Regions from separate parts of the Mus musculus genome. Here region 2 is linked to region 1. Evidence: chromatin contacts called from public promoter capture Hi-C data. All regions are on one chromosome and are shown on one strand. Each heading gives the region's core, a stretch centred on a gene start, on an enhancer-like site or on the middle of the called end of the contact. The rest is flanking DNA. Distances are from core to core; before and after follow the strand shown. Region 1 overlaps Clstn2 (calsyntenin 2). Region 2 has its middle 25 kb from the start of 4930579K19Rik.

What was found. Promoter capture Hi-C pulls out the DNA fragments that hold promoters and counts their contacts.
Region 2: a promoter capture Hi-C map of hippocampal neurons shows a contact between it and region 1, with 4 times the contacts expected there. The contact joins two enhancer-like sites. A contact is called at or near these places in 2 of 39 promoter capture datasets (cranial neural crest and hippocampal neurons) and 4 of 484 Hi-C or Micro-C datasets (cerebellar granule neurons, cerebral cortex, muscle stem cells and 1 more).

What each region holds. Positions count from the first base shown.
Region 1 is chr9:97,447,642-97,451,663 of GRCm38.p6, reverse strand. All of the region lies in intron 17 of Clstn2 (calsyntenin 2), which reads left to right. Among named protein-coding and RNA genes, the nearest start is that of Gm25607, 10 kb to the right of the region's middle. Within about 2 kb of position 1,828, at least 9 of the 459 cell types and tissues checked have an H3K27ac peak or open chromatin away from gene starts, as enhancers often do. A contact at or near this core is called in hippocampal neurons, where this site is marked.
Region 2 is chr9:98,536,708-98,540,729 of GRCm38.p6, reverse strand. No RefSeq gene overlaps it. Among named protein-coding and RNA genes, the nearest start is that of 4930579K19Rik, 25 kb to the left of the region's middle. Within about 2 kb of position 2,154, at least 36 of the 459 cell types and tissues checked have an H3K27ac peak or open chromatin away from gene starts, as enhancers often do. A contact at or near this core is called in hippocampal neurons, where this site is marked.

The DNA.
Region 1 (4,022 bases), core at 579-3,078:
TAACCTTGGTTAAGATCAAGGAAGGAGTGGTTATAAAATAGTGACCTTCAGCAGGTATCCAGGTGAGTGGTAGGTCAAGGCATAGGCCTCCCAACAACTACTCTGACCAGGAATGCAAGGCACTAATCACACTGGCTTTTCCCAGTGTCCAGAGTATGGTATCTTGAAACCAAAGTTCCCAGATGACCTGGACACCATGGGACCCCTAGGAAGAGGTGAGCAACCAAGGAAAGGCAGATTCCGCCCCGAAGAGAATGAACTGACAGGTGTGGCCATAGATTCGTCCATTGCGTTTCTTGCCAAATGGACAACCTGGGTCTGCTCTTCAGAGCTTGAAGATAGGTGGGCTGCGAGTCTCAGGTAACTCAGAAGGTTGGGAGGAGGAGAAGCAGGAGGATGCCAGTGAGTTTCCCCAGTGGAGAAAAGCCATTAAACCCACTGAAGAAGTGTCTCAAGGAATCCTGAGTGTATTCAAGTAGATTTAAGCAAATTCTGTAAGTCTGACTAAGGCCCCAAGTCACACAGGTACAAAGGACTATGATTGCTGTGGCAGAACTTTCTGAGAACTTTATTGAATTAACCATTCATTTTGACCACTCACAGTTTAGACCAAATTTTCTGACCTTAACAAGAGAGTTTGTCTCAAGGGACACCCACCAAGTCTCCATGGAGATAACCACTGTTAGAAAAACAGCGCCCCCTTCCCGTGTACCAGAGATCAGCAAACCATCTATAGAGATCCAGAGAGGAAAGAAAGCCTTAGGGTTGTGCAGGGCCATTTGTTCTCAATGTTACTCTTCTAAACCCTGCCTGGTGCCATGGAAGCAGATTCATACAGTGCCCAAGCAAAGGAACACTCCAGTTAGTCCCGCCATCTACTTTCCAGTAAAACTAATCTATGAGACTGAAGGGAAAAAGGGGCTACTTGAATTCATTGAATTTTCATGTCATAAACTTTTTACTCTCTTATTTCTCATTTTCTACTCAAAACTTAGCCTGCTAGACATCTAGAAAGCTAGCCACTAGGCAGATCCATGTGAGGCTGACTCTCACCCTCAATACATAAAAAGCATCCATCCCTCCCCCATCCCTCTACCCCAAAGAAAACACCCAACAGCTCCCTAGTGGTCATTGCCTTGAATTGAACAGCTGGAAAACTCTGGGTTCTTTCATTAAAGCTCTCTTAGAAGTTCACAGGAGACTGGAGAAAACGCAAAAGAAACCGGTAAATGAGCAACCAAAATCCCACTTGTTATTTCTGAATTGAAGAAATCAGACAAATATTCCTAAGGGTTGGATGCCTAGACCCAGAGACCTGGGTAATCACTGAGCACAGGGGCTTCCTCCTCTGCTGTGGCAAGTGCTAACTCCCCAGGCTAAGCACCTTCCTGGCAGGGCTCAGTCCATAATGATTTCTAAGCAGGAGTGTTCATTATCTGGGACTGATTTTCATTTCAGCCCTGTTCATGTCTTCGCTCTAAAAATGATCCTAAAGACTTGTGGCTGTTCAAATCAATAGCAACACAATCAGCAGAAAGCCCTACCCAGCAACACTTCAAAATTAACAGCCTCCTTGCCTCTATGACTCAATATTAGCTGCAAAGAAAAGAGTGCTTTTTCTTAATCATCTCCCCATTTAAATTAACCAGATAGGCTTTGCAAAAAAAAGTGAGCGAATAAGTCTAACTCTTTAGAAAAGTGGGTGATGTTCACGGAACATATGGCCTCTGGAGGATCCCCAAAGCCTCCTGCAATATGCTCAGCCAGGTTCCAATGTTGCAGGCTTCTCTATCTGTGCCAGACATTTATCGAGGCTGACAAGCCAAAGCCCTTGGCACGGTTTAATTTTCATGTCACCACGTTCCGTTGTCCAGCTGGAGGCAAAGGGAATGAGCAGTGTAAGTTTCCAAGTCAACTCCAGGACCTTCACTTGCCTGTCTTTATTTGTTTTACTTTATACGTTTACCCTGTATTAGCTCCCTTCTGACACTGGTTGGAAAGGGGAAGCTGGTGTTTTCCGGGAGCTACAAATTAGGAGCTAAGCTTGACTTTGTCCCATGGTAACAAAGAGAGACAGAAGTTATCTCCATGAGCATGCCAGAGAGCGATTGCATTGAGTCACTAGGCAGATGGAAGTCTCTGTTTGCACCTATGTTCCATAAATTCAGCAAGTCCTCACCAAGCACCCGTGTGTGCTTGATTCTAAGCCAAGGAACAGGAGAGAGAGGATGAACTAGAGAGAAGCCTCCTCCGCTCTTGTAGTGTCAGAGGGTTCCACACGCAGGACTGCCGGGGGGAAAGTTTAAGATGCAGTCATCTAGTTTAAGTCAGATGGTAGGGATGATCCTAGGGATGCTGAAGGGCCTCCATGAGCAGAGAGAGCTCCAGGAAAGTGAGCAACATGCTCCGAAATTCTCCTTCGTTATCATGGCTCGGGTCATGTGTAGAGGAAAGCCTTTCCCTTTATAGAGAAATAATTTGGCTGATGGCTGAGAGTTGGTGAAGCTGAGATGGAGGTAGTCCTCAAATAGAAGCAGTAGGCAGGCAGACCAGGAAAATTATGAACAGTGGTTTAAATGGGTTCAAGAGGCTTACAGCCCCCCTGATGGCTGAGAGTTGGTGAAGCTAAGACAGAGGTAGTCCTCAAAAAGAAGGAGTAGGTAAGTAGACCAGGAAAATTATGAACAGTGCTTTAAGTGGGTCCAGGGGGCTTCCAGCCAAAGCCCAGGGTCTGGCCCGCCTGATGCAAGGTTCACACATGAAGGACTGAGCTCTGGCTGGGTGATCCGCAGGGCAGCTGCAGCCGCAGTCTCAGCAGCACTCCGGAAACTAGTAAGGCACACTCTACAAGTGAGGCTTCAGCAAGCTGCACTCTGAGAACAAAGCTTAGGAAGGCCAGGGTTTCAGCGCTGTCTCTGTGGAGGCCAGCCTGTGCTGGCACTTGGAGGAGGGAGAATGGCAAATGCCGTCACAATTCAGACACTAAGTTAGATGGGTAATGGACTGCTTCTCTTGGAAGGACAGTATCCCGTGTTGCTAAAAGTAGGAGAAAGAGAAAAAGGAAAAGAAAAGTCAAAGCTGCAGCTTCATCTACAGTGGGAATCTCATTCCTATAGTCCATATAGGTACTGGGTTCCCACCATTTTCCCTTCCTGACGTATGGCATAAGATCTATGTTGTAAGCACCATAAGCCTTCAGCTGGAACTTCTTGTATTTTGTCAGTCATTGTGCCTATGACCTAAGTCAAGTCTCATACTAGGATCTCAAGGTCAAGGTCAAGGTCAGAGGGCAGGGCATAGAAGAGGAACCGATAGAACATAAGCCAGGAGAACCAGTCATAGTGAGGTTCTACAAACCCAGCCCCCCACCCCGGGTTTTGCTCAGAAACATGTCACCCCTGACAGCCTCTTTTCACTGAGCCCCCTAAGTTCTCCAAAGGGACCCTGAGGCCAGCTCAGAGACCACGTTGAGAATACACATCTCTATGAAATTAGAGTCTACCTTTTTATAGCAGAATAAAATGGGTGGGGGAGATCAGAAAAGAAAATATAGGACACGGCAGTTATTTGCCTGTGAGAAGCACTAGAGGGCTTTTTCTTTCACAGCCTGGCCTCTCTGAGTAAAGTTCCTGCTGAGACTCCTTTCCCAAGATGTAAGGCAATTTTCTGTGTTTCCCTTACACACCAGCCATTTATTACCAAAGCCTTGGATCGGACAACACAGAAAGTGATGGAGAGTAATCTGGAAGCAGGACTGTCCTTGGCAGGTTCGCTCATGTAGGATGAGGAGACAGTTTGCTTTGGGGCTGGAGATCAGGTCCAGTCAAGGATATCGAAGGATGGGGTAGAGGCTGAGTGAGTTATAGAACGTCACCGAAGAAGAGACCAGACTGTCAAGGAATGAGACACAGGATGGAGTCACCAAACAGAATATGTGAACTGGTACTTCTGGGCTTTTGGCAGGCAGACCCTAAGGTAGAGCCACACTCCAAGAGCCACAATCTATCTTCCCAGGGTACCCT
Region 2 (4,022 bases), core at 905-3,404, 1.1 Mb before region 1:
GGGGGGTGAGGCAGGGTTTCTCTGTGTAGCCCTGGACGTCCTGGAACTCACACTGTAGCCCAGGCTGGACTCGAACTCAGAAATCCGCCTGCCTTTGCCTCCCAAGTGCTGGGATTAAAGGTGTGTGCCACCACTGCCCGGCTTGCTTTGTTTTTTTGAGACACAGTCTTATTATGCAGCCCTGAATGGCTTGGGACTCACTAAGTAGACCAGGCTTGCCTTGAACTTGCAGTAAACCTCCTGCCTCTGCCTTCTGAGGACTGAGTTTACCAGCATGCATTACCAGCATGCCCAGTTTTAAAGAAAAGCTTTCACAATCTTGGACTAGGCATCATAGTGTGTGTGTTTGTTCCCCAACAGTGCCAAGCACAGTACCAGAGTCTAGTAGGTGGGTGATGTCCATCAGTTGATTTGACACTGTTAGCCTAGCCAAGTTCACTCTGAATGTAACATAAGGCAGTGTAATAGGAAGGCTAGCAAGATGGGTTCCGGGGCCAGCAGACCTGATTTTGACAAGCTACGTGACCTCAGGCAAGCCTCAGTTTTCTTTATCTGAAATATGGAATGAATAAACACTAAGCTCTCATAGGACTGACAAGGTTAGGTGGGATTTTTCCCCCTTAGTCGGGGTTCTTATAGAACAATGGTTCTCAACTTTTCTGATGCTGGGACCCTTTAATACAGTTCCTCACGCTGTGGTGATGCCCCCAACCATAAAATTATTGTGCTGCTACTTCATAACTGTAATTTTGCTACTCTTATGAGTCATAATGTAAATATCTAATATGCAAGATATCTGATATGCAACCCCTGTGGGTGTTGGGACTCACAGGTTGAGAGCTACTGCTCTAGAAGAACAGTCAATGACGTGAATATGTCTATGCGTGCTCACACACCTACGTGCACATAAATTAAAATAGCAACAACAGAATTGCACCTGAGAGGCTGAGAACCTGGTAGAGGCTAGGTCCTTTAGACTGGGTGCCTCAGAAGTCAGGTAGCCTCACAGCAATGGTTTGCTATTGGAGAGGGTAGTTGCTCATTCTTTGAGAGCCACTGGTCCTTAGTCCAGGATGGAAGCCCAGAAATACTGGTTCCGATATCAGCTGAAGAATCAATGACAGCAACGGGGCAAAATCATCAAGAGGGAAGGCCAAGAGAGCAAAAGTCCAGATAGCATCCTCCCTGCCACGCCCTTCTTATTTGGGTTTTTATTGGTTGGGTCCACAATCTGGGTGGGTCTTCCAATGTCAATTAAGGCAACCAAGCCAGCTCTTCCAAGTGAGGTTTCTTACTCAGGTGATTCTAATCTGTGGCAAGTTGTCATTAAAATCAATAGAAACCGGATTGTGTAAATATTTATGCGTGTATATCAGGATGTGTGCATGTGTCTTCAAAATGTTGGCTAGCATGGCTACAACAAATACCATATCTTGGAAATTTCCCCAAACAAAAAATTCAGCGATAGACATGATAATGTCTCAGAGAAGGGTTACCAGATCTCAGCAGCAGCACTCCAGCATACCCATGGAAATTCTCACCCACTCTTGTTCACACACACACACACACACACACACACACACACACACACACACACAAGCAGGTCATACAAGGATGAGCATATGTAGCACACAAAATTTCACGTAAAGCACGACTGTGTCTGTCGGTTTGTGAGTGTATATATAAATATACACATTTGTAAAGGAGTCCTCTTCAAAATCAAGATGCTAGCACCTTCTCTCCTTGCATAGACACTACCAACCACTAGGCGGCACCTTAATCCTTCTCTTCAGCAACGTCCTTGCTGGTTAACACCGGATAGTCAGCTCTAAAAGTCTTTTAAGTGAATCTTCCTGAACCCACTGCGGGGCGGCGGGGCGGCAGATCATTCCCTCGGCTGATTCCAAAGTATTATGATGTGCTGGGAGATCTGATCATTCTTTCACCCTGTGGAGATTAATTGCCTTGAAATATTCATTGGATTAAATGTATTTAAACACGCACTGTTTAAAGCTCAGTGCTGCAAAATGCCATCCTCAAGATATATATTATGAGCATTAAATAATTAACTTAGTGTGTGAGAGGGAGGCAGAGATGGAGAAAGGGAGAGGGAGGGTAAGGGAGGGAGAGCGAGGTAGAGGGCAAGTAGGAGGGAGAGTCAGCGCATGCTCAGCTAAGGATGAGACCCAGAGCAGATAGTATCAGAGCTCAAGGCTCTCTCCATAAACCAGAAGATTACAACCTTGCCTGCTAATTGAAACTGCAGAAGTCTGTCTTCTCTGGCCATCCTCGTCTGTAACATGAGAAGGAAGGCGTGGCAGAAATCTGATCCTAAGTGACAAGTCTGAGAAAAAAACGGAGTAGTCATTCATGTCTATTGCCTGCTCACCTCCGTGTTGCTTTTCCGAACAGAAGTCCAGACTAACTCAGGCTCTGTGTCTCCCTCCTGTCTTCCTGCGGCCGTGTGTCCTCACAGGAAGAGGCATCAGAGAGCATACATGTGCCTTCACAGACTCTGGCACCGGACTGTCCAGGTCCATGGCCCAGCTGGACCACGTGCCCTGGCTCAGCCTTAGGAGTGTTGCTTAAACTGGACACCTCAGGTTCCTCCATCACCTCTCATGTTTGGGAGGACCTGCCGCACAAACAGGGCCTTCTGGATGCTGTCTGCTGCGTTTCCAGTTCAGCTCAACCACATACATATTGCCTCTCTTAGTTGGTCTAGTGCCTCCTCCTGTTGGCTTCAGAGCCATGCTTTATGGACTTCTAGAAGCTTCTCTGTAGACTGCCCTTTCTCAAATGGAGTTGTGAATTTTCTTTTCCTTAGTACCTTGATTTAACTAAGAAACTAGTCTTTATCATTATATTAAGACACGGATGGCTAATTCTGACCTCCAGGGAGACAGAGGTCTTGTCTGCCTCATCCTAGCCCAAATATAGACAGTGCTCCTCCATAAATATCTGAGGCAAGACTCATTGGACCTTTATGTACCCAAAAGCTTAGTTAGAAGAAATGCATATTGGGAAAGGGGCAAGGGGTGGGATTGGGGGAGCATGGCTAACATGCAATGCTTATTTTTATGAAAATTTAAAAGAACTGAAAATTCTAAAAAGGTGATGTGTCTTGAATGGTATTCAGACATTTTGGCAGACTAGAGCGAGGAGGTGCTGAAGACAGGTGAGGCCTAGCTGTATCCCCTGCCCCCAAGCCTTCAGCTTCAACTTCACTTACATCTAGGGCTGTGGTTTTTTTTAAGTTTTTATTTTTTATTTTTTTTGAACACAGAAAAGTTAATGAATATTAATAAATTGCTAATTAATATTAATCCATGTTAATTGATATTCATAAACCCACAGCTTCCCTGAACGCTAATGTAATACCCATCACAGCCATAGCATGGTGACCAGAATGTCAATGCTACTGTTAATGCTATTAATACTTTTAACTACACGACTGCCCTCATCTGAATTTCAACAGTTCTCCTTAGCATGCTCTTCTGCTACTTCAGCCTCCATGACTCCTCGGCGGCTCCCTCTCTGAGCCAATCTGTCAGTCCTTTCTTGGCTTTGGCACTTTTAAAGACCATCAGTCAATTTCACTGCTGAATAACTGTAAGCTGAAGTTTATTGGATGTTTGTTTACTATTTGATGGAGGTGCTGGGTTGGATGGGAATTCCATAATGGTGTCCCTGAATGGCTTTCATTACTGTGCTAGTTAAATTTGATCGCTTGATTAAGGAGGTTTGTGAAGCTACAACTTTTTCTTTCTTCCTTCTTCCCCTTCTTTCCTTCCTTCCTTCCTTTTAATTATTTTAGGTTTTTGAGAGAAGGCCTCACTATACAGCCCAGACTGGGTTTGAATTCCAAATCTTCCTGCCTCTGCTGCGATTATAAGTGTATTCCATCATGCCTAGCTCCCTGCTTTACCTTTTACAAATCATAACTATCTGGGCAGAGATACCTGAGGCTACCCTGATACTCTGTTTCTCTCCAAATGTGAACAGTTAATTGAATATCTATT